Regions from separate parts of the Ovis aries genome. Here region 2 is linked to region 1. The links are chromatin contacts, called in public Hi-C maps. All regions are on one chromosome and are shown on one strand. The core of a region is the stretch at or near the end of the contact, and the rest is flanking DNA. Distances in the headings are between cores, read along the strand shown.

The links. A called contact is a pair of places that touch in the nucleus more often than the background predicts.
Region 2: a Hi-C map of hypothalamus shows a contact between it and region 1, with 2.7 times the contacts expected there. The contact joins the promoter of NAA25 here to the promoter of HECTD4 in region 1. A contact is called at or near these places in 2 of 16 Hi-C or Micro-C datasets (hypothalamus and tail adipose tissue).

What each region holds. Positions count from the first base shown.
Region 1 is chr17:62,000,193-62,002,929 of ARS-UI_Ramb_v3.0, forward strand. It overlaps HECTD4 (HECT domain E3 ubiquitin protein ligase 4), which reads left to right and starts at 1,316. Exons shown (of 76, transcript XM_060401254.1): 1 at 1,316-1,738. The coding sequence starts at 1,562.
Region 2 is chr17:62,208,380-62,211,116 of ARS-UI_Ramb_v3.0, forward strand. It overlaps NAA25 (N-alpha-acetyltransferase 25, NatB auxiliary subunit), which reads left to right and starts at 1,335. Exons shown (of 24, transcript XM_060401261.1): 1 at 1,335-1,402. The coding sequence starts at 1,345.

The sequences.
Region 1 (2,737 bases), core at 66-2,565:
AATCAGTGATAGGTATACATATTTACCCTCCCTCTTGAGTCTCCCTTCTACATCCCACCCTTCTAGACTGTCACAGAGAGCTGATTTGGGCTCCCTGCCTCATACAGCAAGTTCCCACTGGCTATCTAATTTTACTTATGGTAATATATACGTTTCAGTGCTACTTTCTCAGTTTGTCCCATCCTCTCCTCCTGCCACTGTGTCCACAGGTTGTTCTCTATGTCTGTGTCTCCACTGCTGCCCTTCAAATAGGTTCATCGGTACCATTTTTCTAGATTTCATATATATGGTTACCACACAATCCTTGTTTTTCTGACTTACTTCACTGTGTGTAACAGGCTCTAGGTTCATCCTCCTCATTAGAACTGACTCAAATGCATTCCTTTTTATGGGCTGAGTAATATTCCATTGCATTTATGTACCACAACTTCTTTATCCATTCATGTATGGATGGACATCTAGGCCTGTGCAGGTATTTTGGTGGACATATGCATTCAAGTCCTTTGATACCAAAGAGTGCTTTTTTTTTTTTTTTGGGGAAGTATAAAAGCAATACAAAGTTAACCTTACTTCAGCCATTCCAGGCTAGTCCTGCTCTGTGTGGCAATTCATATTAACAACTTAGTACATAGTCACCCACACATTTTTCTCTAAACACATAGTTCTTTCCTTTCTTCTTTTAATAAAAGCGGGATGGCTGGCATATTTTTAAGGTGTATGTCAATCAGTGTTGAATAGTGATAGAATATAAGAATAATTTTAACTCCCTCTTGGAGCATTTATTAAGGTCCAGACACCAGACATTGTGACTAGTGCTTTATTTTCACCAGATTTTGAGTGCTTATTGGGTACAAGAATTTGTGGTGAATATGTAGCACCTACTGTGCATTTCGACCAAGTGCTTATGAACAAACTTCAGCACCTACTGTGAGCCATATTTTTGCATATATCTTATTTAAACGTGTAAGCAGCCCGTGAACTTCCATGTGTCTGCCCAGGTGCCCACGGTGGGACTCAGGCCAGAGAGGGTTGCACACATGAGCAGAGGGGAGGAGAGTAGAGGAAGGCTGCCCTCTTCTCCTGGAGTAATGCAGACGTAGGGCGCCCTGGAACTGTAAAGGACGTGGGAGGTCACTCTGAGGGCAAGGTGCAGAAAAAGGCTAGGCAGAGATCCAGCCAACCTGGCTGTCCCCGGGCCTTCGGTAGGTGGGCGGGGCCAGACGAGTGGGCGGGGCCGGTATTGTCCGCTCCGCGGGGCATGCCGGGAGCCCCGCCCCCAACATGGCGCCTCACTGACAGTTGGCTGCCTAGCGGCAGAGGCGGATCCTGTTCCTCAGGGCGGCGGCAGCGGCGGTGGCGGCGGGGCCGGGGTCTCCGGGGCCAGGGGTGGGAGGATGGCAGCTCGGACCTCCTAGGGCGGAGCTGCACGCGCGAGGCGGCGAGTGGGGCGCTGCAGGCGGGCGCGGCGGCTGCTGCCATGGACTGGTGAACTCGGCGGCTCCTGCTCGCATCTCGCCGAGCCGAGCGGCTGCTCCTCACAGCCAACCCCTCAGCTGGGGCCATGGGCTCGTCGGCGGCCGCGGCGGCTGCGGCGGCTGCGGCCGCGGACTCGGCGCAGTGGCTCTCGGTGAAGGAGGAGACCATCTTCCTGCACGACGGGCTGATCCGGGTCACCGACCTGGCCGAGCTGCCCAGCGAGATCCTCGGGGCCCCGGAGGCCGCCGACACTGACCTAGAGGTGAGCGAGGCTGCCCCCTGGCCTCCGCCATCAGATTAGCCCACCCGGCCCGCACCCTGGGGTCGGGCCTTCTTTCTGCTTCACCCCGGACCCCGAGGGCCCCAGAAGGCTGCCCTGGCAGGTGTGTGTGTGGGTGGGCGCTGGGCAGGCAGGTGCGGGCCGCGCCGCTGGTCTGCAGACCACCCGGGGCCTCAGGCCCGCCGGGGATTTCATTTGTGGTTTCATTTTGAACCTTCCGACTCCCAGCATTTTATTAGACCATCACCCGGCCCGGCCTTCACGCCCCAGAGGAGCCGCCGCCTCCCGGGCCCTATCTCCCCTCCCCCACGGGCCCCTCGGACGCACTTCCAGGGCACACCCAGGCTGCTTAGCTTTGGGGTCTTTTTAATTTTAATGCTTTACATCTCCCGCCGTGTTGTTATACCCCAGTGCTGTGTGTGTGTGTGTGTGTGTGTGTGTGTGTGTGCGCGTGTGTGTTGTTTATTTTTCTCGGGAGAAGGTAGTGGCAGCTGCCAGTCGGTGATGGGCATTCCAGCAACTACTGTGTGTCGTGCCGGGGATTGGCACGGGGCCTTTGTCAGGGAAGCAAGCTGGCTGTGTGGACAGCGAAGGGGGATGCTGCGGCGGTCCTCAATGCGCTCTCCGCAAGGGTCATGAACGTTTTAGGCCGCAAGGCCTTATCTATGATCTCGGGGGTCAAGGAGAAGCCCAGGCTTAGCAGCCATGGCAGGTGCAAAAGCAAATCTCAGCAGTTTTGCCGCTGGGTTTGGGGGCAGAAGGAAACCAAATATGCTGGATGGATGGGAACTTTGCACCGACTTCACTTGGTTCCCGTGTTTGCCCCGGGGTGGGAGCTCCGGCAGGATCGGTTGATCCAGGCACTGCCCCCTCCCCACCTCCACTTTGCGGGATGACATTTTGACGTGTAGGAAGCATCCGGTGGCACGAAATTCTTATTGTCGCAAGGAGGACTGTCAGGGGTAGGGCGCAGAGAGGCTG
Region 2 (2,737 bases), core at 85-2,584, 210 kb after region 1:
AAATGGCCAGGGAGGTCCCCATCTAGTGTATTTTAAACTCTCCTCAGCTTTAGGAACTATTTTCTATGAGGATCACAGATCATATCTTCATTTGAGGGACTCTCTCTCCCCAAGCATCCCCATTCTCACTAAGAATTTTTCTGTGTAATTGCTTCTGGAATTTTCTCTTTGAGCTAGAACTCAGGACAGAATTGGGATGAGAGTTTCTAGTGCATTTGGTTTTTAAAAAGTAGTCACCCCCCCACAAGTGCATTTAGGGACCTTCGTGGTGGTCCAGAGGTTAAGACTGTGCTTTTACTGCAGGGGTTCTATCCCTGGTTGGGAAAATAAGATTCCAAGTACTGCAGGGTGCGGCAGAAAATTTTAAAAAACAAACAATAAAAGCATTCCAAAATCTTTGATTTTGGAATAATTTTAGACTTAAAAAGAGAGTGAAAAGAGGATTAAGTTTTCATATGCCCCTCAACCACTTAACATCTTGCATTACCATGGTACATTCATCAAAATGAGAAACCAACATTAGCACAATACTATTAACTGAACTCTAGACTTTATTTGAATTTCAACTCTTTTTCCACTGATGCCCTTTGTTCTGTTCCAGGATCCCAAGGAAGGTATCACATTGTGTTTGGTTGTCTTGTCTCCTTAGGTATTGCTGGGCTGTAACGGCTTCTCACTGTTGCCTTATTTTTCATGACCTTGACAGTCCTGAAGCCTACCGGTCAGGCATTTTGTAGAATGTCACTCAGTGCGATTTGTTTGATGTTTTCTTTGTAACTAGTCTGAGTTTATGGGTCTTCCAGAAAAAAATACTACACAGGGAAGTTCCTTTCTCATCACCTCTAACTGGTAATGTTAACTTTGATCCCTAGGATGCTTCTTAGCAGGCTGAGCACCGAGGAGGGCGTGAAGGGACCTCGAACTTTTCTGGCACGTTCTACTTGTCGCTCAGCACCCTTTTCCCCCTACTGTCCCCGGGGTCACCCTCCCACAAGAGTTTCCGGTTCCTCAACAGTGAATCAAAGGCAAGTCTAACTGGTCCTTCAGCACAGAGGAGAAACAGGATGAGCAGCAGCAGCCGAGCCCTGTCTTTAACCAAGTTTCTCCCCCACCCCTCCCCTCACTTTTCACCAGCGAAAGGGAGGAAAAGGAGCCATGAAGTGACACACCTTGGGGGGCGGGGGGCGGGGATGCGGTTTGAGTGTCTGTGTTTTCCGCGCCGGCGCGTTCTGTCGCAACCACGCGACCATCGCGATAGAAGCGCGAGATCGGCGCTGGCCCTTTAACAGCCCCTTCCCGGGGGCCTGCCCCGCGCGTGCGCACTGCGGTCCTGCGCTTGTCATCATGGCGACGCGGGGCCATGTGCAGGACCCTAACGACAGGCGCCTCCGACCCATTTACGGTGAGTGCCTGGGGCCAGTCTGGTCGCCAGCCGAATGCGCCGAGGGCTTCCGAAGCCGGGGCGAAGGCCCGGGAGGGGCGCTGAGGGGCCAGAAGCCGAGCCGGCGGGCACAGGGGGCGGGCCGCGCGGGCCTCTAGGCCTCAGCCACGGGCCTCGCGTAAGCGCCGGCCTGGCTTTCTCGAGCCCTGAGTTGGTGGCGGCGCGGCCAGGGCGGCCGCAGGTCGGCAGAGCCGGCCTGACAGGCAGGCCCTGTGAGACACTACTCTCGCCGGGACCTCCGCTACCCGCAGGCTGCGTTGTCTGTCCGCAGGTGGAAGCTGGCTCCGGCATGAGGGTGGAACACCCCAGCATGAGGGAAAATTCCCCACTAAAGACTTTTTACTTGAGGGAGCGGGGCCTAAAGGGTTGTCTGACTAACTGTGCTCGGGGCACAGGGAGAAACAGGTCCAGAGAAGGGAAGGGGCTGACGCAAGGTCAACCCATATCGAGTCAGGAGCAGGCCCGGATTTGAGGTTCCCAATACAGAGCCCTGTGGTGGAGGAACAGCTGCTCTGGGCACATGTGGGAAGCGGGGGCGGCGGGGCGGGGGGGGGGGGGGTCTTGGGTCCAAAATAGCGGTGAAGCGACTCCAATAGCTGGTGTCGGGGGGCATGCAGGGAGGGCTCTTCCTTTTTGTAGCTTCTCTGGTCTTTCCTTTGCAGCCTGCCTTCCGCGTGCTAAGTGGATCCCCTTTCATAACGCTTACCTCAACCCTCAGGCTTTAAGACCTTGGTGGCATTCTGCTCTTCCAGTTGGGAAAAATCACGTATTTGAGTAAGGGAGGAAAACCTCTTCAGTAATCGAGACGTTCTGTAATTGGAAAGTGGCCCCATTTGTATTTCCTTTCCCCTTAGATGCTTGTGTGGTCTTGGTCTAGTTCATAGTGACGAAGGCTTCAAGGTCAGTGGCTTTCCAAAAGGAGGCCTCGTGTTTATAGGGTAGATGTTACTTAAATGGAGGCTGAGATGATTTAACTTTTTTGGATGGGGGTAACTTTATGTTTCTGGTACAACTGGCAGTGCTTTTTGTAATTTGTATAATGTTTTGCTCTTGAGTCTTATTTGATTCTAGCAACAGCCTTGTTGATAACAACAACAATAATAATTATTATTATCAACAGCAATAATGTGGATAGTCTGCTAATTATGTCAGTCACTCTCCTTGGCCTTTTATACTTATTATTGTTTGATCTTCACATTTTCTTCTGGGGTGGGTGGTTTTTCCCAGTCTCCTCCCTTCCTCTCGCCCTCTTCTTTCCACAGATGAGGAGACTGGGGGCTTTATTGATGTGTAATT